Linked DNA regions of Mus musculus: region 2 is linked to region 1. Evidence: chromatin contacts called from public promoter capture Hi-C data. All regions are on one chromosome and are shown on one strand. Each heading gives the region's core, a stretch centred on a gene start, on an enhancer-like site or on the middle of the called end of the contact. The rest is flanking DNA. Distances are from core to core; before and after follow the strand shown. Region 1 has its middle 5.1 kb from the start of Gm33049. Region 2 holds the start of Sbf1 (SET binding factor 1).

Region 1 (5,227 bases), core at 13-2,512:
TTCTGCCACTCCCAGCTGAGCCAACACCCCCAGCAGGTGGCCACCTGATGTAGGTAATGCCCATGACGCACAAGCCTCGGCTTCTATCCTGTCTGCCTCCTGGCTGGGCCCCAGTGCACACATCCACGTGAGCAAGCAAGAAAGCAAAGGCGCAAACACACACACACACACACACACACACACACACACACACACACACACACACACACACAGCTGCACCAGTCAGACCGGTTCTGCACCATCAACCCTCAACCTCTGTAAAGTTCACACTGGTATAGTACCCACACCGCAAGCACACTGACTCCCTATACCCACAAGGTCCCAGCCCCCAGCACATGCCCTACGTGATACCCAGCCTCAGGTTAGTTTTCTGACTGGTGAGCCAGGTAGTGCTGCTTAACCCAAGGATTTTGTGAGGCTTGGCATGAGGAGACACTCTGCAGCTGAATAGAGCATATCTCCAGCATGGAGGAGGAGTATGGAGACAGCATCCCCCCAGCCCCCAATCCCTCCACACATGTGGCTAAGCTGGCTGCCACTCACCAACTGTTTCCCAACCTACCTCACAAGGGTCTCTTGGAGACACGGGGGATGGTAGCTGGGCTCTGCCTCACTGAGTACAGCCCACCGGGTTTAGGAAGAGGCTGTCACAGCCCTTGTGTGTGGAGCAGGCTGGCAGGGCAGCAACCTCAGGCGACCCCCCCACAGCTGGCAGTTGGTAGTTCATTCCTTAGCTGTGGGTTAGCTGCCTGGCTACTCAGTTACCAACCTTGATGTTCCCCAGGCCAGATTCACAGCAGCCCAGCTTTTCCATTCCTTAGGGCTGATAGAATCACATTCCCATCTCTGGGATCACCAAGTCACCCTGAGGGAGGCTCTGGGGATACAGAGGAGATGGGTTTGTGCTTGTGGATGGGACCTGTGTGAGCCTGGAGCGAGTGAGCCAGCATCAGGATGTGTATCATGTGTGTGTCATGACCTGTGTGAACTTGGGGCCACCAGGTGGGGATGTTGATGGAAGGGCAGTGGGCAGCGTGGGAGGGGGTGGTGAAGAGAGGAACATGGGGTGTGGGTATAGGTAGGAGGTCTCAGGGCATTAAGTGCGGACAGAGGCTTAGTGCTGGCAAGGTGATTCAAATGCGTGCTGAGAAGAGAGAGGGCTGTGGACAGTGCTGAGGGGTCACAGGGCAGAGATGGAGGTGGAGCACCATGGAGGGGCCAGTGGGGCCAGACTAGCCAGGATGGTTGGGGACACAATGGGCCCTTGTCCCATGCCGGGCTCCAGGCGCCCTGAGCAAACACACACCCTGTTCCCTCTGCACACTGTGTCCCCAACTGGCCGTGGCTCAGGGCCAGCAGGGAAAGTAGCCTGGTCAGGACACGTGCCGAGCTTGTCCCTGTGGCTTCCACAGAGCCCTCTACATAGCACGCAGGAGGAGTCCCTTGTGTTGGGTACTCCCCACAGCCTCTCTGCTGCCTCGGGCATTTCCGGAGCCCTATGGAAGTGGGGTCTTGCACTTCCACTTTATCCTGGTTGTCCCTTCTGGCCCTGGGGACCCAGCTGCAGCCATGTGCTGTCTCTGGATGCTATGCTTGTGACAGAAGCCAAACTTGTCAGGGCTGGCTCCAATCCCTGCTGAGGCCCCTCCTGGGTACTGGCTCTCTTTGGACAGTGACTAGCTTCAGCAATAGCTCTGCCAGACATCCTGCCCACACCCAACTCTCCCATGGCCTGGCCCAGATCTGCTCTAAGACGGGGTGGCTGGGTCCCCAACATGCACTCTAAAGGTCCCTGGCCAAGAGTGGGAGTTAGGAAGGACAAGATGGAACGGTCCCACAGAGGCCCGAGGAGTGGTCCCTTTTTGAGTTTCTAAATGAGGCAGGGAGTGGTACAGCGCTAATGTGACAAATGGCTGCTTCCAGGATCTGGAGCTAGGAAAGACGCTCCAGAGTCACTTATATTTCTTGTCACTCCTCTAGCAGCTGTAGAAGCAACCTCCACAATGCTTGACATCTGAGACACCTGGCTACTTGCTGACATAGTACCTTCAGTGGGACCAGAGACAATGGGAGAGACAAACTCTAAAAGGAACTATGGGACAAGGGCACATGCTGGAGGGTCTCCTGTGACAGTACAGGCTGAGACTTCTACCAAGGAACTCCAAGTACCCCCAAGCACAGGATGCTAACAGCTAGAGTCTGGACAGGGATGCTTCATGAGACAAGGTCTGTGTGGCCATATGTACTGGACAACTCCGCCATTCCGGGTCCTAGAGCTGCTGTAGATGGCCTGGTGGGGGCTGATGCTACAGCTGCTTGCTCTGTAAGCCTGATGACCTGGGTGTGGTACCTGAAGCCCACAATGGAAGGAGAGAACCCTCTTCCAAAAGTTGTTCGTTAAGTTCCATACATATGTCGTGGTGTGTGTGAGCTCTTAGTCAAATACATATCACACACACACACACACACACACACATACATACACACACTAAATTAATTAAAAAGAACAACAAGGGCTGGTGAGGTGGCTCAGCAGGTAAGAGACCCGACCGCTCTTCCAAAGGTCCTGAGTTCAAGTCCCAGCAACCACATGGTGGCTCACAACCATCCGTAACGAGATCTGACTCCCTCTTCTGATGTGTCTGAAGACAGCTACAGTGTACTTACATATAATAAATAAATAAATCTTTGAAAAAACAACAACAACAACAACAACAACAACAACAACAACATCTGGTGAAATGATCTGGGCAGCTTCCCAAAGAGCCAGGTGCCTGGCCACTGGGGAGTCACTAAGGGCTCCCCCACCCCCCAGGATAGGTTTCTGGAAGGACAGACAGTTTAAAGCTTCTCCTTGGGACAGGATCAACTACTTGCCCTTCCCCACATCAGGTGCCTAGGTTCTTCTGGAGGCAGGACAGTATGCACTTGGTATTCGGCTGGGTCCACAAGATGACAAGAGTGGGCCTGCCCCCAGCCAGTGTCCCCATGCCCATCTACCCTGGTCCTATATGATTCTTGGTTCAGAGTATTGGCATAGGGTCCAGAACTGGCTGGGTACAGGCTCCCCAGCCAACTTGGCCACCAAAACAATGTGCCCCACTCTTGAAGGATGGGAGGCCTAAAGCCCTGCTCCTTCCCTCTTGGTGTTAGGATGTCATGTGGTCATGCTGAGGACTGGGTTGGGCAGTAACCAGGATAGACACTGAGGCTGCTACAGCCTCACATCCTGGTGGGCAGGACCAAGCCCAGGCCAGGCACAAGACAAACTGGGGACCCTCTGGTAAAGGGATGTCCCTCAGCTGTTATTTACTGCAGGAGAGGGACTCTTGATGTAACAGGCCTATATCTCACCTGGGCTAGACAACAGTGACCCTGGGCAGGGGTTGGGGGTTGGGGGTTGGAGGTTGGCAGGGCCATAGGAAAAGGATCCAAGATCTTAGGAAGTCCTTGTGCATATTTATATGGAGGTGTGATGTATCCCACAGGCTCACAACACTCACCTGCATCTAGTCAAGGCTCAATTTAGAGCCACACTGAGCCTGGCCATTCATATCAAGTACCTCTGCCTGCCAGAGACCTGTACCCACATACTGCCAGTCCCCAAACCTTCAGCCCTGTCATTCTGCTTCAGCCAAAGGTCAGCCATGTACCACAGTCAGGGTCTAGACTCTTCTGGGTCCCAGAATGTCTCCTCACCTGAAGGTCAGTTGGGAGGGCCTGGGCCTGGCTCCTTGAGGACAAGGAGAGTCAACATTCCAGGCCCAGGAAGAGCACTACCAAGCACCTCATCTTGGTACTGTTAGAGTCTGTTAGGGACTGTTAGAGTCTTCTAAGCAGGGCAGTACTCCTGGCAATATAGTCTATCTGCTTTCCCCATGGCCCTAGCCTTGAGCTCACAGAGATCCACATACACTTGCCTTCTGAGTGCTGGAATTAAAGGTATGTAAGCCAGGATGCTTGGCCATACCCTATCCTGTGGACGTGGGGCTAAGGACAGGGGAGTGGACTCTAAACAAGTCCTAGGCCTCCTCCTTCTGAGATGCAGAAGACAGGAGAATGTGAGCAATAGCCAACCTGGAAAGGCTTTGGGTACGAGTCAAGCTTGAGGACAGAGATCTGAAGAAACCTGCTTGCTTAAAGGTAACTGATGAGGGCCCGAGAAGGTGGGGTAAGTGAAGCCTCATGGGAGGTGGAGCCCCCAAGTCCTGGTCCCTGGGAGAAACCTTTGAGCTCCAAGTCCATAGCAACAGAAGTGGACAAAGATATCATTAAGAATGTACACACTAGGGCTAGGGTGTTGCTAGGTGGCTGAGAGCTTACTAGCGTTCACACGGACTTCAGTTCTATCTCTAGCACCAAAGAAACACACATGCTTAAACCATTCAATGTCCCAGGTCATCAGAATGAGCCAGGGGTGTGAGCTGCCTAGCAAGCCTGCCCTACAAGAAGGGTAGGTGTTAAGGGGTCCCTGACTTTCTTCTATGGTTCACGGCCTTTACCCACTGTACCCACACATTTCTTCAGGTCACTTTGGCCACCTCTCCCCCAAGGAACCAGATTCAAGCTTGCACAGGGCACAGCAGGCAAACCCCACCTCATCCTGTTTCCCAACACTCAGCATCTAGTCTCTCTTCCCAGCTTTGGTTGTATGGAGCTAGTGATATTGCTTGCTAGAAACTCATAGTTCCCAAACTCAAGATTCCCTTGTTCAAGAATTAGGGGGGAATTGGTGTGGTAGGTATTAAAATGCAGACTTTCCTTTTTCTTTTCAATGAGCCTTTTTTTAATTCACTTTATACCCCAAACACTGCCCCCATCCCCAGGGTCACTTCCTCCCACAATCCCTCTCCTCTTCTCTAAGAAGGTGGAGGTGCCCCCTGGGTATCACCCCCCACCCTGACTCATCAAGTCTCTGCAGGGTTAGGCACATCCTCTCCCACTGAAGCCAGACAAGGTAGCCCAGCTGGAAGAACATATCCCACAGGCAGGCAACAGTTTTGGGGATAGCTCCCGCTTCAGTTAGGGACCCACATGAAGACCAAGTTACACATCTGTTCTACAGTGTGGAGGGGCCTAGGTCTAGCCCGTATGTGTTCTCTGGTTGGTGCTTCAGTCTCTGAGAGCCCTAAGGGTCCAGGTGAGTTGACTCTGTTGCCTATCCTAAAACTTGTGCTTCTCCCACCTCCGGAGTAAATGGCAGATTTTCAGTAGCTGTGCACATGAC
Region 2 (5,785 bases), core at 2,912-5,411, 460 kb before region 1:
TTTGAGATACAGGAGGGTGTAAGCGCCCTTGTAGGTACTAGGAAGCAAACCTGGGTCATCTGAAAGAGCAGCCAATGTCCTAAACATTGAATCATCTCTCCATGCCTATCCGTTTTTTTTTTGTTTTGTTTTGTTTTTTGTTTTTTCTGTTTTTTGGTTTTTCGAGACAGGGTTTCTCTGTATAGCCCTAGCTGTCCTGGAACTCACTCTGTTGACCAGGCTGGCCTTGAACTCAGAAATCTGCTTGCCTCTGCCTCCCAATCAGTTTTTATTTTTTAGGTTACATTTATGTGCTAGTATGTGGGTATGAGCATCCCAAAGTCAGAGAATAACTTGTAGGACTCAGATATCTCCTTTGCCACGTAGGTCCCAAACTTAAGAGTACGTAGGGCATCGCACTTGGCAGCAAGCACATTGGTCCACTGAGCCATCTCACTTGCCACAGATTTTCTTTCTTTCTTCCTTTTTCTTTTGAGGCAGGGTCTTAATATGTTATATATCCCAACCTGGCTTGAATATGAACTCTCTCTGCCTCAGTCTCCCAAGTGCTGGGATCCCAGGAATGCACCAATACATAAGATTTTTAAAATTAACGTATTTATTTTATTTATGAGTACATTGTCAGTGCTCTTAACCAGTGAGCCATCTCTCCTGTCTGCTACATAAGATTTTACATTTGGGACAGGTGGAGATGAGCCTTGCTGAGAGAGAGGACTGAAGTCCCCTATGCTGTCCTTCCAAGCTCTGGGTGACAGGACAATTGCCGCTTCCTGAGCTTATTCAAGTTTTATTCCCAAGCTCATGGCAGGTAAGGATAGGGATAGTCTCTGACCCCTAAGTTTCGGCCTGACTGTCTAGTCTGCTTCTTTCCCTTCCACCACGGTCCCCACTGTCATCATTTGACACCTGTTGTATACAACTGCCCATGTGGCTTCCCAGGGGAAACTCTAGCACCTTTTTCTGTTAACCTTTAGTTGCAGAAGCTGCCTTTGGGAGTAATGTGCAAGCTGGCAGGGCCCCAGCACTTTTGACTTTTAAATGGGGTTGGGGGTGGGGAGCAGACAAGAGTTTTCTGGGGGGGTCTGTCCTGGGATCAAAGGGTTGTCTGGTGTTGGTGACATTGGGGAAGACTTTTGAGTAGTGGCTCTCAACTTTCCAGTGCTGTGACCCTTCAATACAGCGCCTCATGTTGTGGTGACCCCCAACCATAAAATTATTTCCCCCTGCCCCCTGCTTGCTCCAGCCCAAAGATTTTTTTATTTATTTATCATATGTAAGTACACTGTAACTGTCTTCAGACACCCCAGAAAAGAGCATCAGATCTCATTACAGATGGTTGTCCATGTTGCTGCTGGGATATGAACTCAGGATCTCCGGAAGAGCAGTCAGTGCTCTTACCCATTGAGCCATCTCTCCAGCCCCCATAAAATTATTTTTGTTGCTACTTTATACCTGTAATTTTGCAACCGCTATGAATCATAATCTAAACGATTGTGCTTTCCGATGGTCTTAGGTGATTCCTGTGAAAGGGCCATTAAACTAATCCAAAGGGGACTTGACGCACAGATTGAAAACTGATACTTTAATATTCTTGGGGCAACTTCACCAAGAGATATTGTTTTCACCAAGAGGAATAAATTTGAGGTTTGATCCCAATGGTGAGGATTTTGAAAGTGAAAGACTTGGTGCACTGAGGGAACTGATACAGAGCAGTGGGAAGTGCGTAGGTCGTTGGGCAAGGCAGGTGACTCTGGAAGGAAGGTAGTGTAGATGAGTCACTTTGGGGGCCTACCATAGGATGGGAATGCTTTTGTTTCCTCTAGGAAAAGCCAACTCAAGGCTTAGCTGGCCATCCCCAAAACACAGGAAGATGTTGGAGAGTGAAGACCAAAAGACAACTGCCTACTAACCAGCAGGCGAGGGAGTATGTTTTGGGAGTATCCATCCAACACAAGCGAGGCTCACTGTGTCACTGTGGGCCACCCTACTCTGTAGGGGGTACCCATTTATCTCAAGTTGAGTCAGTTGTGTCATCAAGAAGGGTCGCCCCACCTTCTTAGGTCTGCAGGATACAGATGGTGAAGAGAATACATAGCTGGGTGAGACGTGGGCAACGAAAAACAGAGGCAGCAGTCTGCAAGGAGACAGGCGTTTGGAGGTGTGCATGTGCATAGCAGTGGGATGCGAGAATATTGTCTTGGAGGAGGGCCTACACTGGTTGAGGAGAGGAGACGACAGGCCCTTGAGGAGAAGAAGTCGCTAGCAGGTGACCTGGGGATGCAGTGGTTAGAGTACTCAATTTAGAGGCAAGACACTTGAGGATAGTTGGAAAGGACCCCCTGCCAGGATTGGGGTTCTTTTAGGTAATGACACTGGGCCCCAGTGGTCATGGGAGGAATGGGGTACAGGATCCTTATAGTTTCTAGGAGAGGCAACCCCAGGTTCAGACACCAAGTCAAACTTGCCTGCCACCATTTTTTAAAAAAATTTATTTATTTTATGTATATGAGTACACTGTAGCTGTCTTCAGACACACCGGAACAGGGTATTGGATCCCATTACAGAAGGCTGTGAGCCACCATGTGGTTGCTGGGAATTGAATTCAGGACCTCCAGAAGAGCAGTCAGTGCTCTTAACCTCTGAGCCATCTCTCCAGCCCCCTGCCACCATTTCTTACGAGTATAGAGACGAGTTTTAGTTGATTGACAGAAGCAGCCAACTCAATCAAGTTCAAACACAGGTTTTAAGCAGAAAGGAAGATTTTGCAGCTCACCTGGCATTGGCAAAGGAGAGCTAGGTTTGTGTCTCTGTGCACAGAACTTTCCTAGGACAGTCTTTTCCTCTTCCCCTCTTTTATTTATTTTTATTTTATCTTATTTTTTTCAAGACAGGGCTTCCTGGCTGTTCTGGAACTAGCTCCGTAGACCAGGCTGGCTTCAAACTCCATCTGCTTCTGACTCCCAAGCGCTTTAATTAAAGGCGTGCGCTGCCACCACCACCATGACCACCAAGCTCATCCCCCTCTCTTAAAAAAGACATTTTCACTTTATGTGTATGGGTGTTTTCCCTGCATGTATGTCCACGCACCACCACAAACACGTTCCGGAGGCCAGAAGGGGGCGACAGATCCCCCTGGACCCAGAATTGCAGGCGAGGGTGCTGCAAATCCAGCACAGATTCCCATAACCTCTAAACTATCTCTCCAGAAAGGCCCTTATATCTCCTGTTTTTTGGACACATGGTTTCCTGATGAAGCCAAGGAGACTGGACTGGAATTCATGAACGACCTGCTTCAGCTTCTCAAGGGCCGAGACTCTTTATACACGTACACTGACGACTGGACTCGTCTCTCCTGAGATTGCTTTCATTCATTCTCCAGATCTTGCAGGTGGAGGGAACACGATGCTAATAGGTGGCTTGTCTTTCAGTTCTCACAGAAAACTAAACTCATCAACAAGCAAGCCTAGTCCTCCCCCTTTAATCTCCTGGTCAAGGACCTTGCCTCTCCTACAAGTGTCCATTCCTGTATTACTGCAAGAGGCCTGGCCAACCCCCTGACCTCCAGGGCGATCCAACTTCGCAGGAAGGTGACTCAAGCTGGAACTTTTTTTTTTTTTTTTTTAAATGCAGGTGTTGGATATCCCATCCATCCAATGGTGAAATATCTAGCTGCCCCTTTTTGCACTAGGAACTTAAAAAAAAAAAGCCTGTAAAGTCTTTCCCTTGGCCACCATAAGATTGGCAGGGTGAGTGGCGAAGCCATGACACTCCTCCATCCCCCAGCTCGGTCCTCTAGTTTGGGAGACTGGCTGGACAAGGCCTGAGCTCCACTGGTTTGCTTCAGGCAGACTGAGCTGGACCACGCCCCTGACCCTCGGAGTTAGGCTCTCCCAAGGGTGAGGTCCAGGTCTCCCTTCATTCCGGGGCTTCAGTTCCGACGGGGAAGTATGCCCTAATCCTGACCGGTGGTGCTTCAGGTCGAAATGTCGGCCGCGGGACCAGGGTAGCTGACCCGCCCCGGCCGCCGTAAGCTTCACCCGCCCAAAGGGTTGAGCCGGTCCTTGAGCATGAGGTAGTAGGCGGGGCAGCGCCCTCTGGACCCGCCCCATGCGGAGTGGCCCAATGGAAGCGCACTGTGCCAGGTCCCGCCTACACGGGAGGGGCAGAACTGCGCAGGCTCCTGAAGCGCCCGGGCGGGCCGGCTGGCTGGGAAGATGGCGGCGGAAGCCCTGGTCAGCGGCGCCGCAGAGGAGCGGGCCCGGGGTGTCCCAAGTGTGCAGCTTAGGGCCAGCGCCGGGCCATGAGCGCGCCGCCATCGAACCCTCGAGCCGTGGAGCCCGCCTGCGCCCCTTGCCATGGCGCGGCTCGCGGACTACTTCGTGCTGGTGGCGTTCGGGCCGCACCCGCGCGGTGAGTCTCAGCGCCGAGGGGGACGAGCTGGGGGGGACTGAGGGACTGGGACTGAGGACTCGAAGCTAAGAAGACCCGGCCGGAGGCAGGGTCAGGAGTTGGGGCCGAGCTCTCGGGGCTCTCGAAAAGAGGCCTCCGTAGTTATTGGCCACGGTGGCGTCGGGGCAACCCGCGAGGACCCCGGACGACATGGCCTGTGTAAGAAACATCCCTCCTACACCTGGGCACCTGCGTCGCTGTTCCGAGGTGGGCAGGGGCGTGTCGCTCGGGCGTGGGAGGCTGGAGGACCCTGCTGCAGTTCGGTCTCCCCGATTCCAAGTTGGGTGGGATGGGCTCACCCCGCCTTGGCCGCCTGCCGGTGGCTGGGTCTGGGAATTTCAGAGAGGGGGGCGGAACGTTTTCGTCTTCCAGCTTCTCTGACCCAGTGCTAGGTCTGAAGCCTCAAGCACCGCTTGATGGGGTGCAGTGGAGGGGGAGGGGTTCGTCGGTGGTATGGAGCCGGACTTCAGACGAAAGTGTCACACTTGGAGGAGAGCATTCCTGGTGTTCAAGCCTCTAAGCCAGGCCCCTCAGCGGGGGATCAGTGTGGTGATCTAGGAGGCCCTGATCTGGAGTCAGCACCTGTGTCTGAGAGCCCTTCAGTCCTGGGGGTAGGAGAAAACGGAGCCTGACAGTGACATCAACCACAGCCATGGAGACAACAGTGTTGGGGGGTGTTGGCTGGAGTCCTCAGTGTGCCAGGCCCTGCACAACCCTTTGTGTGTATGATCTCATTTCTCCCAATAGCCCACTGAGATTGCCTTGCTGTTGCCCTATCTTCAGCATAGAATCTGGCATAGAGAAGTTGAGTGTGTGGGTCTGGAATGGAGGCTGGGACTTGTACTCTGGCTGTCAGAGTCCACCTGCAGAGGGGCGGTATCTTAGGGACAACTGTGGCCAGATGAGGTAGCCCCTTAATCCCTAGATGTAATGCTTCCTACCGTGTTCCAGTTATCTATTCCACACAGTTATTCTGCTGCTTCTCAGACCAGCTGTCACTGTCACCATTCAGGACCCAAACTTTCTTCTTTGCCTTTCTTCTTGCTAAGTCTCCACTAGGACTGTTCCTTTGTTTAATGTCCACATGATGGACCCTGTATGCACTGGAAAACACCACCACCACCACCACCACCACCACCACCACCTCTGTCTTCAGATCTGTTCAGTACCCTCGCTTCTTTCTGCTCTCATGTATTCAAGTCTATATCTTTTGGCACTCAGTCCCGAGCATCTGTCTTTCCCTCCAAAGAGGGAGTTCTCAAAGGCAGAGACCACATTGTGTTCATCCCCCTGTCCTCCTTGAGCAGGAGGCTTGCCACCAGTGTTGTACTGGCAC

Evidence for each region. Promoter capture Hi-C pulls out the DNA fragments that hold promoters and counts their contacts.
Region 2: a contact with region 1 is called in a promoter capture Hi-C map of liver, with 4 times the contacts expected there. The contact joins the promoter of Sbf1 here to the enhancer-like site in region 1. A contact is called at or near these places in 7 of 39 promoter capture datasets (the C10 cell line, the SN4741 cell line, cranial neural crest and 3 more), 2 of 484 Hi-C or Micro-C datasets (both in embryonic stem cells) and 1 of 115 datasets of contacts at active chromatin or transcription factors (pancreatic cancer cells).

Annotation. Positions count from the first base shown.
Region 1 is chr15:88,846,761-88,851,987 of GRCm38.p6, reverse strand. No RefSeq gene overlaps it. Among named protein-coding and RNA genes, the nearest start is that of Gm33049, 5.1 kb to the left of the region's middle. Within about 2 kb of position 1,262, at least 93 of the 459 cell types and tissues checked have an H3K27ac peak or open chromatin away from gene starts, as enhancers often do. A contact at or near this core is called in liver and pancreatic cancer cells, where this site is marked.
Region 2 is chr15:89,313,687-89,319,471 of GRCm38.p6, reverse strand. Sbf1 (SET binding factor 1) reads left to right here and starts at 4,161. Exons shown (of 41, transcript NM_001170561.1): 1 at 4,161-4,410. The coding sequence starts at 4,356.